2 separate regions of the Danio rerio genome follow, and region 2 is linked to region 1. A link is a contact called in public Micro-C data. All regions are on one chromosome and are shown on one strand. Each heading gives the region's core, a stretch centred on a gene start, on an enhancer-like site or on the middle of the called end of the contact. The rest is flanking DNA. Distances are from core to core; before and after follow the strand shown.

Evidence for each region. Hi-C and Micro-C count contacts between places; a contact is called where the count stands out from the background.
Region 2: a Micro-C map of caudal fin shows a contact between it and region 1, with 4 times the contacts expected there. The contact joins the promoter of urb2 here to the promoter of agt in region 1. A contact is called at or near these places in 2 of 18 Hi-C or Micro-C datasets (caudal fin and an unstated tissue).

What each region holds. Positions count from the first base shown.
Region 1 is chr13:27,170,764-27,178,107 of GRCz12tu, reverse strand. agt (angiotensinogen) reads right to left here and starts at 3,321. Exons shown (of 5, transcript NM_198063.1): 1 at 3,287-3,321; 2 at 951-1,740. The coding sequence starts at 1,716. phactr2 (phosphatase and actin regulator 2) reads left to right here and starts at 4,922. Exons shown (of 13, transcript XR_012389302.1): 1 at 4,922-5,354.
Region 2 is chr13:27,442,477-27,449,820 of GRCz12tu, reverse strand. urb2 (URB2 ribosome biogenesis homolog) reads left to right here and starts at 2,716. Exons shown (of 10, transcript NM_001123301.2): 1 at 2,716-3,028; 2 at 5,691-5,834. The coding sequence starts at 5,709. abcb10 (ATP-binding cassette, sub-family B (MDR/TAP), member 10) reads right to left here and starts at 646. Exons shown (of 14, transcript XM_073920892.1): 1 at 87-646; 2 at 1-2. The coding sequence starts at 211.

The DNA.
Region 1 (7,344 bases), core at 2,072-4,571:
TACATTGGTCAACACAACAGCACCCTGACGTGTTCATTACATCAATAGAACTGCCCCTATGAGACTTCAATCTTTTTTTGTGAAACAAAAATGAGCAATACTTTTATTTAATATCATTTGTACCTCCATGAGAATATTTCCTATATTAAATTGTTTGAATGCAAGAAGCACAGCAGGAAGGTCGCTGGATCGAGACCCGGCTGGGTCAGTGGGCATTTCTGTGTCGAGTTTGCATGTTCTCCCTCTTATTTGCGTGGGTTTCCTCCAGGTGCTCCGGTTTCCCCCACAGTCCAAAGACATGCACTATAGGTGAATTAAATAAGCTAAATTGGCCATGGTGTATGTGTGTGAATACAAGAGTGTATGGGTGTTTCCCAGTGATGGGTTGCAGCTGGAAGGGTATCTGCATCGTAGAACCTATGCTGGATAAGATGGCGGTTCATTCCGCTGCGGCATCCCCTGATAATAAAAGGACTAAGCGGAAAATGAATAAATTAATTTTTTGAAACAAAAATTGCTTATAATAACAATTAATATGAATAATATAGGTTATATAATAAAAATTTTTTAAATGGAAATGTTTTTTTTTATTTCAGAAGTTTCAACATGAGCATATTTACTATAATTTGTTCTGTTCTGTTACTCTAAAAGTACCAACATAAAGCTGTTGTGTGTAACCAAAAAGAATTGTCCATGTCACCAAAATAGGTGATTCTTATGATTTGTGTACTATATGTGCACTGAGTTAATTTGGGCCAAGTCATTGAGTTGTTCGTATAACCTTACCAAAAAAAAAAAAAAAAATAGAAAAGAAAAAATACTTTTTTTGCTCCAGAGTCATGTAAATATATAAATAAAAAAGGAAACATCATAGACAATTAAATGTATCACATTGTTATCAAGTCTGATTAACTTTGATGCCTGTTTAAATAAACAACAAAACCACTCACCTTTGAAATGCACTGAACTAGCAAACAGAAGGTCAGTCTTTGGAGTTACGCCCTTAAACATGCTCTTCACTTTGTTGTCAGAGGTTTTCTGGATGAAGTTATTGACCTCCACTTCTGCATCCTTTGCCTGGGAGAAATCCACCGATCGAACAAAAGAATCATCCGAGAAATCTTGAGTCCCACGCAGAAACTCTTTGGAAAGATCTGCATCGCTGTTAACAAAAGTCCACACGAGGGTCCTGAGCTCTTTTCGGGACTCGTCAACATGTGCACTGATGGCCTGAAGCGTGCGTAAAACTGTGTGTCCGTCAACAAAATAAGCGCAATCTGTCTGTTCAGACTCCAGATTGAGTCCTAACAGCTGCTGGTATGAAATGGCCGTTTTTTTGGAAGCTCCCAAATAGAGGGTCACCAATGCACCGAATGCGTTTAACGGTGACAGAAGCGTATTGGTGTGTTTCTGTGTGCGACTGAGCGTCTGGTACATGCGCAAACCCAGTGAGTTCTGGAGCTCTGCAAGCACGGCAGTGCGCTGAGTGAGGTTCTTTAGGCTCTCGGCTGCACTGGCCGTCCGTGGGTCTGGATCTGTGCTGCCTGGAAGAGGAGGTAGAGGATGAACGGTCTCCAGCGGCTTGTGCTCTTCACTCTGGATCACCTCACAGCTGATGTTTTCAGAGCTGAAGAGGTTGAATGGGTGGACATACACTCGATTGGTTCTTGCCATTGCAAAGCAGGAGAGAAATAAGAAAGCGAGGAACATCTTCATCTTGTCGGGTAATCCGCGAGACCCCTGTTTGTATAATGAATGATGATGAATAGCGGAATTATAAGAAACTTAATATGCAAAAAAAAAAAAAAACTTAATGTGCATTTTAAAGCCAAAAGAGGGCAGTCTATAGCTGATCCGTCTTTGCTTTTTCCACCCCCGTTTTTCACAGAATTAATTGACCAGTGGCTCATACTTCTGAGGTCTCTGTACTGACCCATTTAAGGTCAATAACCCCAAAACAAGAACACGAATCGGATAAAAAAAGTTTGTAGTGAGCACATTCTAATTTTTACTGTATGCAAATCTTAGATAAACATTCTGTAAACACAATAGCCTAAGCCTAATATATATCATATATGAAACATTTCTTTAAACAAAGTTAAATAAAGTGCTTTATTTTTTATCTTTAAGTGCTTTATTTTTAAAATCCCTTGACACTGTGCTTCTGCACAAAATTCAGCTTTTTCATCAAAAATAGTTATAATAATAAATAAAATAACTAGTTAAAATTATTTTGAAGATATTTAATCATAATAAAAAAAAATAAATGAAATAAAATATTAAATCATCTTATAAATATTAAAACAATAATGAATATATTTATAATATATGTATAATTATTAATAAACTTAAAAAAAGTTTAAAACTATATCAAATGATAACTTAAAATACATTCAAATATAACAATAATTCATTAAGCTGATTCATTTGTCAAATTTTATTGTCAAAAGTGACAGACGTTTGTGTTGCAGAATATTTTTTATTTCAAATAAAAAGGCTTTTTTTTGTAACCTTGTTCCTCAAATTATTCTGACAATCGAAGTGTTAAAGATAAAACAATATAAAACAACACACTGCTTTTAAAATTAATAGTACAGGGTTCGCACTCTAAACCAAATGTCAAATTCCCTGACTTTCAGAGGCTTTCAGATAAGTTCAGGATGACCTATATTGGGAGAAAGTTGTAAAGGAATATAACAGCACAGAAAACTAGGCAACTATAACAAAAGGCAAAGCATGCAGTAAAAAGGGAATAGTATAGAAAAAAGTATACATTTCAAATTAAAAATGAACATTTAAAATGACAAATAAATGACTTTTTTTCTATAAATATTCTATAATTTTATATATATATATATATATATATATATATATATATATATATATATATATATGTAAAATTTATTAAATAATGTTTATTTATTTATTTATTTGTTTTTTTTTTATGCGTTCCTAACTTTCAATGTCTGGAAAAGACCATTTACAATTCAATAGTATTTCAAAAGTTCTATAACTTGTGGGAACCCTAAAAATAAAAATAAAAAGTACAAAAATATTCTTTTAAACATTTTTATTTAATTGTAATTATAATCAGTGCTAAAACGACACTCCAAAGTCCCAGAGGAAAACTTAATGCAGTAATACATGTGGATCAATTATCTCTCTGAAACATAATTTAACTCAGCCAAAAGGCTTATCAGTATCATTAAACGGTTACTCTTAACATGAATGTAGATAATCGGTCATAAAGTGTGAAAAAAGATAAAAAGACAGAGCTCCTGTTTACCTTCAGATGCTTTGCTGATTCTAGAGCTGGACTGTGGTGGACTGAGGGTCTGGACTGTATTTAAATAACATATATTGGATGATGCTCTCTTTGGTTACACATTAACATGATATTGGGACATTCAGATTTCCTCAGTGTTGTTCAGCTTCAAACCGGCTTCTGTGTGTTGATAAACAGTTCCGTCAAAGGAGAGCACGACCCCGCACTACCATGTTTACCTACAGCATGATGTCAGGCTGATCGGTGGAGAGAAAGAACAAGATGATAAACAGGAAACCGCATGAGTCATAACCTATATGAAAACTGACCAAAAAGTTTCCTTGTACCTTAAACTATTTATTATTGTTATATATATTTCTTAATAGTGTTTTACAAGATGACCCCAATTTTGAAATTTTCCCCAACACTTCTTTATGGTTCTTAGATCTTACTCGCTGAGAGCCTTTTCTAGCTCACTAGAGTTTGGCAAATACTGCTGTTGTTTTTCTTCAGCTTAGTCCCTTAATTATCAGGGATCACCACAGTGCAATGAACCGACAACTATTCTGGCATATGTTTTATACAGTGGATACTCTTCCAGTCACAACCCAGCACTAGGAAACATATACACTCTCCGAATTGATTGACAGGAATGTATTAACATGTCCACATACTAGGATTTGTTAAATTTTTAAGATCTGTTCAAAATGTCTGTGATCAGCTGCACCTCAAGAATAAGTTTTAAAAACATTTTAAATTTGTAAAACAATTTAAAGAAAAGACGATACAATCATCATGTAATTCATAAACACAACAAATACATCAAATAAGCTTACTTGATGTTTTAAACTGAATATCTGCTTCATTCGCTTCACTGTTTTCTCTGTCACTGACGGCTGTTTATGTGATGCAGCAAGAGAAATAAAATCATGCATACCGCAAAAGGTTCTATCTGACATTTTTGTCAAAATTGAGTTATTGACATTCTTATTATCAAATGACAACTTATTTACATTATGGTATGTTTTTTATAAGTTGTTTACATTTTAAAACTTTTTACTTCAAAAAAACAATAGTTACACACATACTGTTTGCTATATGAAATGCAAAAACTTTGAAGCTCAATGTCTCAAAATCATTCAGAACACAGATAGAACCTTATAAATCCAAAGGTGACTATATAATAAATGATCAGATGGTACAGACTTTTTAGAAACTAAACACTTATCTTATATATTATCTCTATTAGAATAAACACACACACACACACACACACACACACACACACACACACACACACACACACACACACACACACACACACACCTTTTAAATACTTTTTTTTATAGTTTTAGTAAATAATTTCAAATAACTAATTTCTTTTGAATTTGACACGAGTAACTTAGCCTACGTAATCTTTTTCTAGTAATAATTATAAATATTCACATTGAAGTGAAGTGCATTTTACAGCTTAACCAGGTTAGTAAATTAACGGCAAATTATTTTTTGGAGGGGGTGAACTGCTACCTGTTGTTGTTTTCAGAAATTCTAAAAGTCCACACTGCCGCCCACAGGGATGACTCAGAAATGCAGCTTAGAGCTGCCGTGACCTCAGTCTTCCACCGGATAAAACGCATTGTAGATCAGTATCTTTTTGATGGACGTGTTTCCGCTTCTGGCTCATTTACTGATGTAAGACACGGATCATTTGCTGAAGAACGACACGCAAAACTTCTTATGAGAGAGGAAGAGAAAGAAATAGTCGACTTTGTCTTTTTAAAATAAGTTTTTAAAAGTTCTGTTAAACAGGTGAACAGTTACCCACTACTGTCTAAGGCGAGTAAAGCTCGTCTGCTCTGTCTGAATTTTGAGTCAGATTTTATCTTGACAGCACATTTGAACGATTCGAATTTAGCGAATTATTTCAAGAAATAAAAGTACCAACATCCAAACGGAATGGCTGAGGCAGACAGCTTTTCATACCTAAAGACATTTCCACAGGTGTTTCCTGTGTTTCGAGTTCGTTCTTTAAGTGACACTTCGGCTTTCAGGTCCAGAATATTGACCAGACTGCGCTCAGCCTGCTCAGGTAGGAGGATATTTATTATTTACTTGCACTCTTAAAACTCTTAAGATTCTTTATCAGGAAGAACCCTTGATGTCCATGCATCATTCCATTTCCTTAAAGTTCTTTAAACTTGAAAAGGGTTATTTCGATAAAAAATGTGAATATGCTAACCTATGAAATGTTATTTTAAGAACTTCACTTATTACTTATTAGATTGTTCTTATTACTGCAAAAATTAGGATTTTTTTGTAATCCTTATTTTAAGACATCATAATATGTTATTATTATTATTATTATAATTATTATTATTATTGTTAGTATTGTTATTATTATTTAGATTGTGCTTTTAATTTGTGTTGTTTTTTGATCAAGTACGTATATGTGATTGCAAATGACAAAAATAAGTGTCCCACAAAATAAATCTCATGGGATTTTGTTAATGGTGAGGTGCAATTTAAGACTGCATGCAAAATTACATCCGGCCTAAATATTGTCAGAGCACTGACCCAAACAGAATATTGAGAAATAAAGCGTGTGACTTGTTGGTTTTGTCATAATCAGTTTCAAAGATATCATTTATTTGACTAAATATTGTCTATAAAATAACTGCAAGGACTAAAGTAACATTTTTCTTGATCATCTAAATAATCGAGTCTTTAGTTTTATATTTGGTGGCTAAACATTGAAAAATTACATTCTTGCAAAGCATACCACGTCATCGGAAAATGTCCTCTGTGATTGTTTTCTTTTTTTGGCACACTGTGCAGATGACAACCTTTTTCTAAAATGACTGTAATTAGTAAACGCGTTCAGAGAAAGTCTGGTTTAAATGTCATCACCCACACTATTCTGTAACCTTTTAGCGAATGTAAACCAGCAGTCTGACACTTCTTCTACCGTGTTTCAAAATAAAAACATGTCTGATATGAAAGGAGAATGTGTCTGATGGTGGTGCATATTGAACCCTAATTGCTTTCTATGCACAATCTTTAACATGCGGTGAATTCAGTCTGGTTAAAGAGACATAATACTGTATAAAACGTCTTCGTATGACAAGAGGCACATCTTTTGGTTATTTTGAGCTGAGTGATATTTGTAGAAATGACAGTTTGAAACCACTTCCTGGCAGCTAACCTTTCTTTTAACCATGCACAGACTTTCTTGTTTGATCAATGTTCTAGATTTAAATTGTGTCGTTTATTGTTTTAGTGTGCAGTGGACCTTGTAAGTGACCTGCAGATTCACAGAAATACAGTTAAAAATTAAATGCACACTCACAGTTAAGTTTATATGTTGAATGAATACAGTTAAAGTGCCTTATTTGTCTGGGAACAGTTAAAGTTACTTTTATTTTTTCTACACAGTTCTGAATGCCAAATGCAATTTTAGAGCGTTTTTGCGTGATTACTACAAATCAACCCTGTGGTTTAAAACAATTAAAATTTGGCTTATGGTGACTTAAGGGGGTTTACCCCAAAATGAATTTTGATCACTATTTACTCACCCTTAATTGGTTTCAAACCTTTTGAGTTTCTTTCTTTTTAATTAAAAGACGAAAATTTTAAAAGCCGAAAACTGAAAACTGGTAATCATTGACTTCCATAGTAGGAAATACTAGTGCTATAGAAGTCAATGGTTACAAGTTTCCAGGTTTGTCTGAAATATCTTCTTATGTATTCAAACTGGTTTGAGATCAGTGAAGGGTGAGTAAATAATAACAAGTTTTCAGTTTTGAGTGAATTATCCCTTTAAGATGAGATACCGCAACACGCCTTTTCTCATGCGTCTTTTTCTTATAATATTTTGGCTTTTAAAAGGCTTTTTCAGTTTAATGCAAATAAAGCATCCAGAAAACACTTTACAATTGCACTAAGCTATTCACTCTCCAGCCACATTATTAGGTACACCTTACTAATACCGGTTTGGACCCCCTTTTGGCTTCAGAACTGCCTAAATCCTTTGTGGCACAGATTCAACAAGATACTGGAAATATTTCTCAGAGATTTTGGTC
Region 2 (7,344 bases), core at 1,467-3,966, 270 kb before region 1:
TTCTAAGACAAGAGAGCTTGGATATGTTTCTTCCCTTATACACAGGCAACACACAGATATCAAACGATCCATTTTTGCGCACTTGCCTGCTCCACGTTCTTGATGTCCGGGTTGACCAGTGATGAAAAGTACTTGACCGACAGCAGGTAATGCTACACTGTTGCAGTTTCCCGATAGCAAATCCTGTCATTCGCAACATTGTCCCATACATTTAAAGAAAAATCGAAACCAAATGAATATCACAAGTCTCTAACTAATCATCATCTGTCTAAACTTCGCGTATATAGTCAGATGACCAGTGTGAAAACCGGAGTGTCAGGACTGACTTGTAACTGCATGACACACAGTTAGTGTTAGAAAGAGCGACTTGTCCGGGGTCGACGGTTACTGAGGTTTATCTGTTCCTGACAGTTTCCACATCCAGCCCTTGTTTTGCGTTATCTTTACACACGCCCAGCGATTTCACCGGCAGCGCCCTGTCACAAAAACCTGCTGCGCGACATCTGTCGGTCTTTAATCCAAACAACGTCAATGACTGTCCAGCTGTAGAAAAGTGGCGTTTGAAGTGTTTTAATGAAAACAAGAATAAAAGGTGACCCCGGTGATTTCCTTGAGGTTCGAGGAGGCGAAGCGTTACTACACCAATGGAAGATCTCAATCATAGATCGTAGCATAGATGGCGCAGTCGACTGGTCAAAAGCGCCGCCATCTTGGAAAGGTCAACAAGAAGCGTTAGCGCTAAATAACACCCATTTCAGGAATATTGTAAGTTTGAGCAGTTTTGTCATCTAAAGTAATAGTTGGGCAAAAATTATCAATTGTTTCTATTAGTTTTAAAAGTATGAAAACAAGGTGTTATTTTATGCGTTACGTTTTTTTTTCAGACGCTATGACACTCAATACTTACCAGGACTTTCTCAATACTTTGGTCACTTTTGCAAAACTCTTTACACAATTCTCCTAACCGACTTTCAGCTTGGCAAAGCAGTTCATTTCACATTCAAAATGCACCACTACTACCAAAATACTTCATTCAGGTCTCAAATAAAATCATTATTCTAGATAGAACACTAGCAAAGGTTGACAGCCAACAAACACACTTTGTTACCCAAAAACAATGACACAACATATGTAGCATTACACAGTGTTTTCTTGTGTAAAACATTTATAATTGCAATATATATTGTTTATAACTACAATATATGTTACTGGAATTAATCAGACATTACGCAGAATTCGTCAATATTTTATGTCGTTTATTTATTTTTATTTGTTTAAGTAATTCCAAAATACAAGAATTTGTACACACACCATCCACTGATACAGATACAATAGTAATGCTAATCTGGCTGGATAAACTGAATTTTTAGATTTGAAATATGTTTTAATAAAATATTGCTGGTGAATTTTGCTGTCTTACTCGGTTTTGCATTATGTTATTGTTTAGAACATAAGTTTAACAGTTTTGAAAACAGTAGTAAGCACATACAAAATGTCTTGTACGTACAAAGATTTTTGTCAGTTGTTGTGTCTGAGTGAGAATAGAATTCATGAAATTTCAGAGATGTTTTGTCCACACAGACTTCTGTTGTGCTCACTGTGTGAAGAGTTTTGCTAAAGTGACCTAGTATTGAGAAATGTGTCCTAGCGTCAGTAAAAAACTGTAAATAAACTAAATGATTAAAAACCCTAAATGTTAAATTTGGATTAATTCTCATTTAGTTTACAGAAGTAAATAAAAAATGAGAGACATCTTTAAATTGTGTTTCTCTGGATTTACTGTATTTTGTATGAGTTTGAATGAGAGAGAGAGAGAAAGAGAGACAAAGAGAAAGTTTAAGTCAATGGATCTCAGCAACCACTTTACCTTCAAAATATCTTATTTAGATATAAATTCATTCATTTAACTCAACTTATTTAGCACACGTTTACACTGTGGATGCCCTTCGAGCTTCAACCCAGTACTGGGAAACACCCATACACTCTCAAATGCACTACAGCCAATATAGTTTATTCAAGTAACCTACATCACATGCTTTTGGACTGTGGGGGAAACCACAGCACCAAAAGGAAACCCACAAGAACACAGAGAGAACATGCAAACTCCACAAAGAAATGCCAACTGACCCAGCCGGGGCTCAAACCAGCGACCATCTTGCTGTGAGGCGACAGCACTTACCCCTGAGCCACCGTGTCACCTTAGATATAAATATAGCATATATATATATATATATATATATATATATATATATATATATATATATATATATATATATATATATATATATATATATATATATATATATACACACCACACAAGGGGAGAAATTGATGAGGTCTCACTTTTGAGTGATCCTGTTCTTTTGCAATGTTTAGACAATGACATTTAAAAAAAAACTTTTTTGTAGGCTTAATTTCAATTACATTTGCATTTTAAAGGCTACTAATACTTTATTTTTTTTACACGTATTTAACTTCTACTTTAACTACATTAACAGTTCAGCAACTTTTTGATTTTTGCATTTTGAAACCTGCTCTGCCTGTTGCACCACAGTTTGTAGTTTTGACCTTTCCAACATGGCGGACACGCAACCACAGCTAAGGCGTGATCTATCTTTTCAGATCTATGGTCTCTGACGAAACCCTTCTCAGACATGATAAATCAAACAGTTTAATGAAGGGTAATAGAGCTCCAGAACGATTTATATCACATCTGTTTATAATTTAGGGTATCTTACATTCCTCTAAATGTGTCCACCAGTGTTTAGATATAATGTTATTATGTTAAACTTTCTGTAAATGTCAAACTACTTTGGTCACAATTTATTTCAACAGTTTAGCAAGCCAACAGTTTATACATTACAAATAACTTCTGACCGAAACAAATCATACATCTTCAAAAGTTTCTCTAAAATGAGCGAACCAGTTTTACACACAAGCGTTGATGCTCCTTTTCGATTATTACTGTCTTGTGTGAAAGTGGAGAGTTCAGAGGTCCCCACAGCGGTAACACGTGTGTCATGAGATTGTGAGTATTTTGAAAGTTTTCCGTATTACTTAACGTTAAAAGATTGCTCACTATAGTAACTGCTGTTGTGCGGTACGTTCTATTTTATTCACTAAAATCTAACAGGCTCTCTGTGATTATTTCGCTGTGTGATTCGCTAGGGGCTGCCAGACATTTATCTTCTGTTGTGTTTAAGATTATTTAAAGAGTTTACTTTCGTATGATGTTTGTGTGACTTGTGACGTGGAAAAGCTTACTTAAATCGATAAAATGATAAAAGCCAGTCATCAGTTTCTCTTTTATTTCAGATTTGCTCAATGTTTGCCATGTAATTTCACCAATAACTGTCTCCACTTTACAATGTGTACTCGCATTCAAAAATACAATAGTTTGGTGTAAAATGATTTTGCTGCTTTGTTGGGGACAGGTTTAGATAAAGTTGTTTTTTTATTCACACATTCAGACTTTCCCCTAATAATATATTTTTTAGAAAATTCTTTGCAAATACTGAATAAGGAAATCATGTTAGGAGTCAATGACTCTCAAAGTACAACACTGTTGACAGTTAATTAAACAATGCTAATGTTGTTTTGAAGTTTTGCATGTCATTTCAGCCCGAATATTCAACGTTTTTTTAATTATTATTTTTATTTATGCTGTTAACAACACACATGATATAGTAAACAAAATAAAGCTTGGGTGATAGGTGGTAAATAATAACAGCACAAAAAAAGGAAAGAGTATAAATAATTAACAAAAATTCTTACAATTGCAAACAAGCAGGACCTTTACACCAATCAAACATTTTGAAAGGCACAGATGTACAGTTTAATGGCCTGTCTATTAGCACTTTGCTAAATAGTACAAAAGTAATTTTCTGTTCATTTAAAACAAAGTAAATTTTTTTTGGGAAAATTTACACTTATAAATTTGAAACTTAATCAACAAAATAAATATGTTAATAACAAAAGCTTCATTGTTCAAATGATCTTAATCCAAATATTCAAAGTACCGTGGTAAACAATGTAGGAAGCGTGTCACGAGTTGTCACTAAAGGAAGGTGCGAATATAAAACCAACTTTACCTCAAACTGGTTTAGTGGTGTGTGCAGCTGCAGGGTCAACAGTGTAACTACAGATCAATATACATACAATAAAAATCGCTGTAATTGCATCAGCGCTAGGTGTAAGCACAGTATAAAGGTTTTTCTTCAAAGTAAACCAGTTGTATTAGAATAATAATTAAAATGCAAGAACATGGTTGCTGTTAAAAACACTTAATGAGGGTCTAATTAAGTTTGAATTTGTTTATATGTTGTCATGATGTTATTGTTTTTGCTTATGCAAGATTAAATTTAATTTATTTTCAACTTGTAAACTAATGATTTCTCACCTAAAGAAGGAATGGCTGTTATTTAAAAATATATATAATAATTTATTATTGTAACTAAAAATTATTTTTTATTATGCGTTATAGATTGCAATATTAATACAATTTTGAATTAAATAACTCAATGACAAATGTTTACATTTGCAGTATTTATATCTGCTCCAAAATTTGCACAACATCTGTTGTGTACTGGTTGGCGTTACTGTTTTTTTTTTGTCCTGTCTTGTCTGTTCTGTCTTATTTGCACTAAATGTTACACAAACCGCACTTTGCGCTCTTATTCTCATTTTAATATATTATATTTTTGTTTATCTTACCTTTCTTTATTTCATTCTCTATATTTTTTTATAGTTGTGCATAGTCCTTTGTTATATTGTCAGTTTATGTTGTTTGATGTAGCAACTTGGTTCTGGAGGAACATTATTTCGTCTCGCTATGTAGTGCCCTTTATATTGTTGAAATGACAATTAAGCCGACTTGACTTGACTTGAATAACTGTTTGGAAACAATTTACAATCTGTAGGAGAGTGCATAAAATATAATAAAGCAATCTGTGAACATAGATAAATTCAATAAAGAAAATATGCTAATTAAATGTACATCCTTTTATTGTTTTCCGAGGAGTGTATTCAAGTATACTGTAATTGAATAATCAAATGTAAAGTAATACTGCAGTCTTCCTTTTACAAACAATTCAATACAATTAATCATTATTCATTTTTTTATTCTTAAAGTAAAAAAAACAGTACATTTTCTTATGCCTGAATGCTTTTATTTAAAACCCTCATACAGTCTCAGGCCTTAAAAAACACTTGCAAAATAATAAATTATAATCCAGACTCAATGTTGTACTCGTGATTTAACTATTGCGAATGATCACGTTGCGATATCGATGCAGCCCTAACAGTCACTTTATCCAAATAAAAATATTTGAGTTTTGCTTAAAACTAACAAATATCTGTCAGTGGGCTATGAAGTATAGTTAGTTCTGTTAGATTTTTTTTGTTTGATACTGTCCTAATCATGATTTTGCCTTTTTTCAGTGTTACATAAAACAAGACTTCTTTACTCAGTTATTTTTACAGCGGTTCCCTTAAAACTATTCATTAAAGTTTTTTACTCCTTATTGAGAAAGACTTTAGAAGTCTGGACTCTGAATGCTGTTGCTATGTTTTATCCTTCACTAGCCACCAAATGGTGCTGTTTCATAGAAAGCATGTTACATTGCAAAATGTGCGTATTGGTTATAAATGTCTTACCAGTAATTCATTAACTTGTGTTTTTGTTCCCTTAGACACAAACATATTTAAAGATGGCTGCCATTTACTCTGGCATCCAACTGAAACTCAAAAACACCCGAACACCCTGGCCAGACAAACTAAAACTTGCTCGATTTGCATGGATATCAACACAGTGCCTTCTTCCTAATAAAGAACAGGTAATCCTATTCAAATAAACTCTGTACCACTTGAAGTTAAGGGAGACCTATTTTGCAATAATCACTTTTATAAGGGGTTTAAACATAATTGTGTGGCAAAAGTCTGTGAATATAACCAGCTTCAAAAATACAGTACCAATTGTAAAATTATGAAATGTTATTGCTCTATAAAAAAGCTTTTCAAAAGTAGTTTATAATTTAATTTAATCATTATTCCAGTGATTTTACTGATGAATTTTCAGCTTCATTACTCCAGTTTTCAGTCACATGATCCTTCAGAAATCACTCTAATATTTATTATTATTATTATTATTATTATTATTAATTGTAATGGTAATAAAAGCAATAATGACTGGAGTAATAATTTTATTCAAAACTACCTGCAGTGAATAATAATTTTTTTTCTTTAAATTATTTAATAAAATAAATAATAATAAAAAACTGACCCCAAACTTTTGACCAGTAGTGTACATTCAGGAGGTACCACCACACTGCATTTCCCCTGAATTCAGTATTTATACACAGCTGATATTAAAAGGTGGAGTTTTGGTGTAATTCGTCACTTGTTAATCATTCTGCAGTCCTCCAGGGGCTGCACCCAAACATACTTCCTCTTTTTCTAGAAATTCCTTGCAAAACATTAAAATCTTCTGTCGGTGCCAATAGCCTAGTGATAAAGTGCGTTGACATAAAGCATTGAGGTGATCACCGGGACTTGAGTTCGATTCCCGGCTCGAGGTCTTTTGCCAAGCCCCCCCCCTCTCTCTCTGCTCCCCACGTTTTCCTGTCTCATCCCTACTGTTCTATATAATAAAGGTGAAAAAACCCAAACAATATAAAAATAAAAAGACTTCTCAAATTCAAATAATTGGTGTTCAGTTTTAACAGGAAAGCTAAGTGAGAATTTAAAGTTATTTTCAGATATCGATGTTGCTCTATTTTTCCAGTAAGATGTATCTACTTCTGAGAAAATGCTTTATTAATATGGAAAGCATATCACACACAGAGAAGAAGTTAAGTTTATATATCACCTATACAAATAAATAATGAAAAGAAAAAAGACAAAAATAATAAAAATATATATTTCTTTTTCCCAACACTGGGTAAGTCCCCCCCGTCCGCCGCCCATTAGTGATGGTCTCACCCTCGTTAGCGTATGATGTTAATCTTGTTTTTGAGGCATTTGTAGCTTCACTCACTTTTGAAAAGGGCACAATCTCATCTGGATTTAAAGCGACAGTCACCAAAATGGCACAATTGGGATCAAAGTCTAAAAGGGGCAGTTTCACAGACATTTATTTGTGAGGTATTTTGAGCTGAAACTTCACATACACACTCTAGGGACAACATAAACATATTTTACTTTGTGAAAAAGGGCAGAATAGGTCACCTATAAGGAGCATGTAGTTTGTATTAGTTAATGGATTTACTAACATAAACAAGCAATGAACAATTCATTTATTACAGTATTTATTCATCTTTGTTAACATTAGTATTTGATAATTCAGTT